2 separate regions of the Danio rerio genome follow, and region 1 is linked to region 2. Evidence: chromatin contacts called from public HiCAR-type data. All regions are on one chromosome and are shown on one strand. The core of a region is the stretch at or near the end of the contact, and the rest is flanking DNA. Distances in the headings are between cores, read along the strand shown. Region 1 holds the start of LOC563017 (neurexophilin-1). Region 2 holds the start of selenow2a (selenoprotein W, 2a).

Region 1 (5,315 bases), core at 1,556-4,055, 290 kb before region 2:
ATAAAGATAAGAGAGCTGTCACTGGGGCAATACCTTTTCTAACGGTACATATTTGTAGCTGAAAGGTCCATAGTGGTACCTCAAAGGTACATTTTAGGTGTCATGTGTAGTAATTTATCAGGTCAGGGGTGTAATATACATTTTTAAAAAAAAAAGGGGGGGGGGGGGGGTTGGCATCTGTATGAGAACCAAAAGTTTACGTTCTTGATCACCTGTTTCTAAATGTTCTGTCTCTAAAAGTGAAAGGGGAAGTATCCCCCGCCCCCAGTTGCTACGCCACTGCTCGAGGTACTACTGTGAATTCACTATTAGGTACAAATACAAAGCTTTTGAAAAGGTACGGCCCAAGTGACAGCACTTGTGCCTTTACTTCTGAGAGTGTTTATATAAACTAAGTTTACATATTCTATCATTTGGCTTGCCAAATTAACTTGCCTAGTTAACCCAATTAACCTAGTTACAGTAAGCCTTTAAATGTCACTTTAAGCTAAATATTAGTATCATGAAAAATATCTAGTCATTGTTATATTATGTACTGTCATCATGTCAAAGATAAAATAAATCAATTATTAGAAATTAGTCAACTATTATGTTTAGAACTGTGTTGGGTGAAAAAAAAAAACACGTCTTTTCGTTAAAACAGAAATTGAGGAAAACATACAGGGGGCTAAAATGCAGGAGGGCTAATAATTCTGACTTGATCTGTACATTCTGTGCATTTCTGTCAGGATTGACCCCCATCAAATCCAAACTTCTGTTACAGATTAAAAGAAATGTGACCTTATTAAATGTCCTCTTCCCAGCATCCCCTCTCAGTTGATTACATGTAAGTGTTTTGTAATTAATCTAGGGAAGATTTGTCATGGTTATTAGTTGTCCGCCCCCTTCCGAATGGACAAATGTAAGTAGCCAAATGGGAGGCTTTACAGCAGGAGGATGGATTTATTTTGTTCTAATGCAACATCCCACCGAAGCTCCCTGTATGAGACATAATTACACTCAACAAATGAAGAAATCCTTGTTTGTTGTTTAGATTTCCAATTTTGATGTGTATCCCCCCCCCCCCCTTTTTTTTTCACTTTAATGGCAACATTTTTTATTATCCCTGCTGAATACAAGAGGATTAAAACGTGTCAAAGAAGAAGTCATGAATTATTCCAGCTACACAGCAGATAATTGTAACACAGAGACTGCTAGAGGGGGATTAAATTTAGACTGCGGGTGTTAAGCTATAACACCCTCACAGCAGGTGCATAAAAAAAACAGGCAGCCATACGCAACCTGTGCTCTAAAGTTAAAAGTGTGGATACCCCCAGCATATTTTACCCATTGATGTCAACAGTGTAAGGCTCTCTAGAGTCTGCCATAATAATTACTGACTCTCCAAGCAAGAAATCTTTGCCATCTCTCTCAGAAATACCAAAGAACAAATGCGCCCAAACTGTTACTTTTAAATTCCGTGCCAGTTGTCAGGACTATTTTACTTTTTTTTTTTTTTTTTTTTTTTTTTTTTTTTTTTTTTTTACTTTATTTAGAATTGTCGGACTCTCTTGTACATTTTTCTCTTAATGGAAAAAATAAAATCATCATTTTAAAAGAATCAAAAAGCTTCTGATACCTTGATTGTTTTTTCCGATCTTGAATTAGTATATCAGAGTAAAGCTTTTGTAGTCAGTCATTGCAAATAATAATAATAATAATAATAATAATAATAATTATAATAATAACAAGTAGCCTAAATAAAAAAAATTACCGTGAAGATCCGTATTTAAAAAAAGTATTTTAACCTGCTCCATTCACACTTTTTCCAGAATTGCTTTCATTCTGCGCTTTGCTTAGTGCTGGCAAGTAATTTTGGTCTAAAACTTTATACGAATTCCTCAAACTTTTGCTTAAGACCAATATTACCCATTGTTAAAATAATTTTCAGCAGTCTTGCCTATTTGTTATTACTTAAAGTTATTCTTAATAAAACTCACTGGTACACCCTCGTAATATTATGACTATGACGCCACTGTTTATTCTCACTGTACTCTCCTCTCTCTTTCCTCTGCGCACACACAAAATACACAGAATGGGCATGGGACCCCTTGCGCGCGAAGCGAACCATGACGTTCAAAAAGCAGTCAATACGCGCTCGAGCGAGTCCATCCAGAGCTCGCGCCCTAAACTCCCGCCCTCAAGTGTGAAGCGCGAGCGCACGGTGGAAGACGGTAACGGTAACCCCTTGACGCGCAGGTGACGGCCACGTAAAGCGCACCACTCAACCGCTAACCGAGTCCCCTTTCGGTTCAATAGACACCGTACTGAAACTTAGGCTATATCACCCCTTAGACCTCAAATCACCCTCATAGTCGCTCACCAAGCACGCTGTCCCGTTGAGGAGCAGCAGGATGAAGCCGTGGTCGGAGCGCATCTCGTCGGTGTCCAGCTGTCGACAGCTCTCCGTTCAAGAAGCCGCGGTTCCTCCGGTACCGTATCCAAAACAGGCGAGACCCGGTCCCATGTCCAACAAAAAAAGTCAAGCGCGCGAGCTCTCCTCGAAGTGGGAATCCCACCTGCTGTCTGTCACAGTAAACTCCCGCTACTTGGAGCGCGCCACATCCAAAGCTGTGTGGTAACTGACAGGACACTTCATCGCTGCCATCTGCGCACACTTTGCTCCGTGTTGTGTTGCGGTGTGAGGCGAATCATCTCCGTTATCCGCGCTTTTATGTGCTGGTGACGGTTTAGGATCCCAGTGCGCGAGCCTGACCGGAGCGCAAACTCCTCGAGCGTCGCGCACATCAGTGCATGCAGACTGGCAGCAGGACTCCTGCACGCGCTGACGTTTTAAACCCCCCTCTCTCTTTTCATCGTCAGAACCCCCAATCTTCCTCTCCCCTCTTTCCCTCCTTCTCCCCCTCTCTCTTTCTCACATACACACGCATACCCAAAGCTCCAAAACGTAACCCATTTATTTTTCTTTCTTTCTTTTTTTCTTTCTTTCTTTCTTTCTTTCTTTCTTTCTTTCTTTCTTTCTTTCTTTCTTTCTTTCTTTCTTTCTTTCTTTCTTTCAACCCCATTCTATCGAAAACGAAACGAAACGATTAAATTGAATCACAATTAGTTCAAGCCTTGTAAGTTCTATTTGACAAATAATTCACAGTGTTTGGTAAATAATGCACAGCATATTGGGGGATCTCTGTTATTTCTACTACCTAGAACATCAAATACAGTTGGTCAGTCTGATATCATTCATTATCATGTTCTGAATACAAACAACGAAAACCTACACCCATGATATGTACAAAAAACCTACTATGTTAGAGGTTTTTTTTTTTTTTGTATAATCATTCAAATAATTTTTATCTGAGACACCATGCATTGCTAATTGCAGTGTACACTGATTATATATATATATATATATATATATATATATATATATATATATATATATATATATATATATATATATATATATATATATATAAAGCTTGTGTGAACAAGTCATATTCTATTGTGTGATCAACTCCTCAATTACAACCAGTACATGTTTGGACACTGAAGCGGTATTCCACGTCTTAACTTGTGGATTATCTAATTTTTGCCTGTTTATTTTGGATTCACATTAGGAGGATTTTTTTATTTTTTTTATTTTTTTACATTTAAAAACAAATGAAAAACAAAACAAAAATATTTTGACATGACAGGTTTTTGTTTACCATGTTCTGTATGACATTAAAGGGATAGTTGAACTAATTTTAAAATGACCTCATCATTTATTCTCCCTCATCTGGTTTTAAACCTTTATGAGTTTCTTTCTTCTGTTAACTAACAACAAAAAGTTATTTTAAAAAATGCTGGTTGCTGGGAGCCATTATGAAAAAAAACATGGCAATAAGCAAGGCAAGAGGCTGCATATGGCCTCAGTTAATCTTAGGGCCCCCAAATAAAAACCTAGAAGTATAAATTGTTCCTATACATTTTGTATACATAATTTTCATAATTTTGCAAATGCGCAAATGTGTCCCCCACCTTCAATCATGGAGCAGTCCAGCAGTCAAATTAGGAAAGATTTAATTTTAAAATTGAAATAGTTTATATATCATTTTATTGTGAATCCATTTTTAAGAAAACTAATCATTTAAAACATTTTGCATAATGCTTTACATGTTGTTATTATTATTTTGCATGGAGACAAAATTTAGAAAAGGAAATTAAGTGTTATTAGAATACAAAACAGCAAAATAAATCAATTACAAATAAATTAAAGTACAAAAGGTGCATTTTAGAACTTTTGGTCCCCATGGCCGGAATTGCTCAGGGCCCCCAAATCACTAAATCCACCCTGATGGTAGTCAGTGGATGCCAATAACCAGCATTCTTCGAAATATCTTCTTTTGTATTTAACAGAAGAAGAAAAAAAGCGAAAATATGTTTGAAACAAGTGAAGGGTGAGAAAACAATTACAGCATATTTATTATTGAGTGAACTATCCCTTCAGGTGCATTTTTTTTTAAAAACCTATTGATAAGCAACAGAAAGATGTCCTTCCCTCACTGTGCTGACGGCAGGAGCGTCACAGGTTATTAAACCTGATGCCGATGGTACCTTGTCACAAGGTGCATGCGCTTGTTATTGGTTTGTCTGAGTCGATGCACCTCTGTTATCTGTTTTGGGTTATTTGCCTCTTCTTTTTTTCATCCAAGATGCTCTCCTCTCCACCTAACTGGTAATTGGCCCTGGGAGAGGCCTGGTATGCGTATTGTGATGCGATTTGTTTAGTTTTATTGATTTGAAACAGCCCGGCATCCTCTGCCTTGCTATGTGAGTCTAATATGAAATCAGATCACTTGTTCTAAAGCCAACTGATCACCACACGTTTGTTGCCAATATTTATTTTCTAGTCTGTCTTTTTGCCAGTAGTGAGTGATAATCTTTTTAAATGTCATTACTTTTTCTTCTTTTTTTCTTTCCTAATCTGCATATTGATCTTTACATTTTGTCTCTCAATCTCCAGGGTTTCAATCAGAGAATTTGACCCTTTGCCCTCTTGCCTTTTCATCACCTAGCCAGCGCAGACTTGCACTTAATCATTCACACACACACAGCTTCAATGCCCATTAATATTATCTGACAGGGGATGTACAATGACCTTATAATGTCAGAGGTCACACACACGTGGTACATTAAAGCAATAGACTCATTAACTCTTTTTTTTTGTCTGCAAATCAACCATTTCTACAAAAATAACCTTTAATATAGTAATGAAACATAAATAAATCTAACTGTGTGCATTTCTTTTTAAAGGGAGATCATCTTAAATGGCTTCA
Region 2 (6,194 bases), core at 2,652-5,151:
TATTGTCGTTTACAGCAATAATATATTTCTATCTTTAATTAGGTAGTGTTAATAATAATAAATAAAATAATAATTAGCATATCACATGACTATTAACCTACAGAAGAGAGCAATGAATGTGTATACATAACTTAGCTAACAAAAGCCATTGTGAACCCCAGTGTTAACAGTAATATTTGAACTTAAGGTTTGCGGCTAAATCTCTTAAAGAAATGTTCAAATTTTGAAATATTGAGACATTAAGCAGCAATCCATTTAATCATTTTGCAGGCATAATAGGAATGTTAATGTTGGCTTTTCTCTGAATTCTTAACCAATAATAAAGTAGCATTTAAAAAACCAGTAGACAAATGTGCAACTATATTCCCAGAAGAATGTTTCCCAGAACTTTCTGAGAATGTTTCTTGTTATCAGTTATCTCTTTCTAGTAATTCCCCTCAGCGTTAGCCATGTAGATTTTATTCTTTTAATCATCATTTCTCATATTTTCATCATCATTTCTTGGCATTTGGATACACCGGACTATTACACCATTTGTTCATAATAAGATAAAAACGTTGGAAACTAGAAATGAAATAAAGCTGAAAATGGGATGCATCTGCGCCTCTCGTCCCTCTCAAACTTTTCACTTGTCCTGTCAGAACGACTGCGCTGTGGTGTCAGTTGTGAGCCCTGTATGACATCATCATAATGAGCCCATAATGGTGTAATGCGGCTCCAAATCACCATGTCTCATCTGAAAACCCACCTGGTCCTTAATAACAAATGACACAGCAAATCAGTGCACTATTCTGTGAATATGTTTTCAGGGGTGAGTCATCGGCAGAGGCGAGCCATGTTCAATCTTTACAACAATCAAGCTCATTTTAACAAAAGATTTGCCCTGTTATGTGCTTTTTTTACACAGGCAACGACAGAGCAAATGATCTGTTCATGTTTGAGATCTCTTGGTACTGTATGTTCTCTTTATGTCTGTGCCTCATGCATGTTGTGTATGAAATCCCAACTCTGATAACATTTGAAATAAATTAAAGAAAAACTATACACATGATGCATAAATAAAAAAATAAAATGTCAAATTTTTGTTTTATTTGTGTTTTCATTTTCTTTTAACATTTATTTATACAAATATTTTTTTAGAATAAATAAATACATTTATGGAGATAAATGTCCAAAGAAAAGAGAAACACATAAGTAAAAAATTAAATGACATTTTATTTTGAACAACCTTTGTAATGAACAGCAATATATATTTCATAATTACATGCCTAATAATTATTTTTTTTATTTTAAACTCCAAGTTACAATAAAATATTTATACCTAAATTTGAACTTTGATTGCTTTGAAATGCTCAGCTTTTTTTTTTTTTTTTGATGGTGTACTCGTGAAATGCTGTGAAGTTCTGCAAACAATCATATTGTACATTAATTTACAGATCCCATTTTTTGGGATTTACAATTTTTATTTAGGGTTAGAAATTGCATTATGTGAAGCTGATCTCTGCTCTGCCATTGTTTGAAGTTCAACCCTGCAGTTTAACAAATTGACTTTTATTGACAATTTAGCTTGAATTGATGAATTGTATAAGAAAAATATATATAGGGAATTGGGTCCATACAATAATATAAAAAGGCTCTAGAAGTTTTATTACCAGGCTTTTTCAACACCAACCCGGACAATATACAACTTCACTATTAAAAATGTCAATAAAAGTCTTTTACAGAGTTTTCAACAACAACTAATGCAATTCAAAAGAATAAATACATGGGGAAAAAAAGAAAGCTTAATTTGTGGATATTTAATATTTTTGTTTGCTTGTTTTTTGTACATTTAATTATTTCTATATTTAAATTTTTGTCTGGGGCGACACAGTGGCGCAGTAGGTAGTGCTGTCGCCTCACAGCAAGAAGGTAGCTGGTTCGAGCTTCAGCTGGGTCAGTTGATGTTTTTGTGTGGAGTTTGTATGTTCTCCCCTCGTTCGCGTGGGTTTCCTCCAGGTGCTCCGGTTTCCCCCACAGTCCAAAGACATGCGGTACAGGTGAATTGGGCAGGATAAATTGTTCGTAGTGTATAAGTGTGTGTGTGTGTGTGTGTGTGTGGATGTTTCCCAGTGATGGGTTGCGGCTGGAAGGGCATCCGCTGCGTAAAAACGTGCTGGATAAGTTGGTGGTCCATTCCGCTGTGGCAACCCTAGATTAATAAAGGGACTAAGTCGACAAGAAAATGAATGAATGAATGAATGAATGAATGAATAAAATTGTCCTCCATAGTGTATGAGTGTGAATGGGTGTGTATGGATATTTCCCAGAGATGGGTTGCAGCTGGAAGGGCATCCGCTGTGTAAAACATATGCTGGATAAGTTGGCGGTTCATTCCGCTGTGGCGACCCCGGATTAATAAAGGGAATAAGCCGAAAAGAAAATAAATTAATAAATGCTTTTCAGGCTGCAATTCACCCAGGGTTATCTATCTTCATGTTAATAATATTACTATTAACTTGAGGCAAAGCAAAATTTCATACCTGTAATTTAGAAGTGATGTTAGCACAGCTTTTTACTCATTGTTAATAGCTAATTTAGGCTACATTGTTAACTCTGCATTATGGTGCCAAATTAACAATATGTCATTAACATGCAACAATTGATGCATTTTTATAAGCACTAACCTAAACACCGCCACTTTTTTAAACTTTCTTTTCTATCTATTTAGTTAAAAACTTTGGTCCTGTTTGGGTCAAATGTGGACAAACTTAACTGTTGGCCCAACTCATGAAAAATTTTATATATTTATATGATATATTTATAGTAAATAACAATGTTTTTTAACTAGCTATACCAACTGTATTATACTGTATATAATATAGTATTTACAAAAATATAATATAGTATTTACAAAAATCATGAATGCCGAACCATACTTTAACATTAACTATAGTGACCTGATCAACTGTAATAATATGCATTAGTTTTTACTACAGTAAACTGTGGTGCGTTGTAATGTAATGTATAGAGCGAACTGGCTAACTTGATTGCTACTGTGATTGTAATACTACAGCACATACATTACTACCACAACAGATTATTACAACAACACTCAAAGATCTTAGACAATGTTTGACAGCCATAATTTATTTCATTTTGAAATAAGCTGTATATTGAGATGTGGTGGAATTGACATTTGTTCAGTTCACGATGGAAAAAATGGTTCTCTTCTTACATTTACATCTACATTTAATCATTTAGCAGACGCTTTTATCCAAAGCTACTTACAAATGAGGACAAGGAAGCAATTTACACAACTATAAGAGCAACAATGAATAAGTGCTGTAGGCAAGTTTCAGGTGTGTAAAGACAGTGTAAGAAGTAAAACATTAGTACAGGTTTTTTTTTTTTTTTTTTTTTTTTTTGTAGTTAGTGGAGGAGTCAGAGGGAATTGCATATTAGTAAGGAAAGTGGAGACAAAGTTTGTCCTCTTTGTCCTGAAAGTGGAGACTAAGTTTGTCCTCTTACAGATCTTAAAACTAGATAAATTGTTAAAATTTATGAGGCTATGTTACATTAATTTTCAACAAGATTTTTTACTCAACTTTACAAGGGTAAAAGTGCCTGTAGTTGAAGAATGGCCCATGTATTCTTTTAGTTTATCTTACAGCGGTACCTTCTAACACAAACCGGCTCTCTACTGATTATTAATTACATGGTTTTCATTCGTAAGTCGTTGTGGATGTAAGAGTCTACCACCAAATGATGTCATATGAAAGGTAAAATGTCAAACCAATATAAGAATGTTGGGTTTAATTGGTTAATGCCTGCTGCCATCGTGTGGATTTCGACGAAAGGTTTCTACTCTCTGTAGCGCTGCCTCTTCCAGCCGGTAGTTGGCGCTGGAGATTTAGATTTAAATAAGCGGTTTCACAGACGCGGAAGCAGCAGCACGCAGTGACGCAGCTCTGCAGATATGGGTGTACAAATAAAAGTTGAATATTGGTGAGTGATTTCACAACAAATGCATTAGTAAATGATGTGAATGTAATGTGATTTACAGACGCCTTTCTGCAACTGAGCACGATGTTCTGAGAAATTGGGTGACGTAGATTATCTAGATCATGCTGTGTGCTAGCTCTGCTCTTTGTTATTAACGCAAATTTACGGATAAATGGGATAACAGTTTGTCATGCGTCCGTTTAACACAGGGCTGTTATTTAAAATGACCAATGAGGCTCGAATAAGTTATTATAATGTTAGTTTGGTAGAGAATTGTTGTAAATTTGGACCTGGTGTTGGAGATTTAATGCTCTATGCTTAATACCTTCTCTCTTTAAATATATATATATATATATATATATATATATATATATATATATATATATATATATATATATATATATATATATATATATATATATACACACACACACACACACACACACACACACACACACACACAGTGGTGTAAAGTAACTAAGTACAAATACTCAAATTACAGTAATTGAGTAATTCTTCTCAGGAATTGTAATTTACTGAGCAGTTTTAAAAATGTGTACTTTTTCTTTCCCTTGAGTAAATTTTTAGTGCAGTATCAGTAGTTTACCTACTTTCCTTCAACCTTCAGTCACTACTTTATTTTTTCCTGTCTATGGCGATTAGAAAAATCAGTCCTGTAATTTCTGTCCAATTAAATCACACATAGAAATCTCATCAACTACCTCAAGACATGGTTGATTTATAATTGAAGCAATCTGTTTGGAAGCATTAAAAGTGTCCAAGAAGATGTCAAAATTCTTTACACGCATTGACCCAGAGAATGTCTAGATGCATGTCACTGATTAGAAGATGATGGGTGTTTACGGTATGATGACCGAAATGGCCTTAAACACCCGTCAGGCACAAGACATCAACATTATGTCGGATTGAAGTTGTACCCCAACGTCATGAACGTTGCATTTTCTTTGGAAATAAAAATCTGGTTGACGTCAGAACTCAAAGTCAGGCCAACGTCAATGTCCAACGTCCAATCTAAAATCTATCAAATATCAACATCTGATGATGTTACAGCTTGACGTTGTGTGGAAGTTACCAATGTGACCTCTATCAGACATTGGATTTTTTTTTGCCATAAATAAATGTCAGTATTTGATGTCAATAGGATATTGGTTTAAGATGTTGGCTCGACGTTGAATTTTGGTCACTTTCTAACAACATAAAATCAACCAAATATCAACGTCATTATTGGACGTTATTATCATAAAAACATTGTCATTAGATGCTGGCTAGGCCTTGAATTTTGGTCACCTGACATCACAACCTAAACCTAACCTAATAACCTAATATTAACGTCTTATGATGCTCTGTCGGCTGGGCAATAATTAAATACACTACAGAATGTTACGTTTACACACATTCATAAGTTACATGTAAACGCATCAGCTTTTCACAGTGTAATACTCGCTACTCTTCAGTACTTTTAAAAGGTCTAGTGTTTACTCATACTTTGAGTAATTTTTACAACAGATACTTTTACTCTACTTCCACTACTTTTTTAGGCAAGTAATGCTACTTTTACTTGAGTATGATTTTTCAGTACTCTTTACACCACTGTAAACATTTATTATTAATATATAAGCATTTTTTAACCCTACTGAATAAATGTACTTTTTTGTTTACTTTTGTTTGCTCAGAAAAAAACAATGAAGGTATGCATTTTTAAAATAAAATTCAACTTAAAACTAAATGTTATTATTTTATAAATGCAAATCAATCAACCAAATTTAATTCTGTAGGTTTACAAACAGCTGAAAAGACAATCGTTTTAAAAGGTTTGTATATTAGTGCAAAATTATGTGTTTAAATGTTACTTTTTCTGTAATTTTGAGAGTGTCTGCAGGGTTTTAAAATGTATTTAATTTCTAAAACAAAATTTTAAGCCCTAAAAAGACTTAAATCCACTGAAATATTGGGTTGTAGGTCTTAAATCATTTTAAACGGGTCTTAATTTTTCTATGTTGATGTAAAGCTACACCTATCCAATTACTAACATTCTGTCTTAATAAAAGTTTTAACAAAAGTTTATTTATTAACTTTATTTACTAATATGGTTTAATTATCTTGCCTAAAATTACAAATGTTTTTAATGTTTTTTTATGTTTTAACTGGGACATTAGAAAAAATTTTGCGTTTAGCCTTGTGTAAGTCTG

What was found. HiCAR-type assays count read pairs that join an accessible place to other places.
Region 1: a HiCAR-type map of caudal fin shows a contact between it and region 2, with 4 times the contacts expected there. The contact joins the promoter of LOC563017 here to the promoter of selenow2a in region 2. A contact is called at or near these places in 5 of 18 Hi-C or Micro-C datasets (caudal fin, embryo, hematopoietic stem cells and 1 more) and 1 of 4 datasets of contacts at active chromatin or transcription factors (caudal fin).

Annotation. Positions count from the first base shown.
Region 1 is chr3:19,185,055-19,190,369 of GRCz12tu, reverse strand. It overlaps LOC563017 (neurexophilin-1), which reads right to left and starts at 2,805. Exons shown (of 2, transcript XM_686381.8): 1 at 2,363-2,805. The coding sequence starts at 2,416.
Region 2 is chr3:18,897,256-18,903,449 of GRCz12tu, reverse strand. It overlaps selenow2a (selenoprotein W, 2a), which reads left to right and starts at 3,901. Exons shown (of 4, transcript NM_194417.3): 1 at 3,901-3,987. The coding sequence starts at 3,959.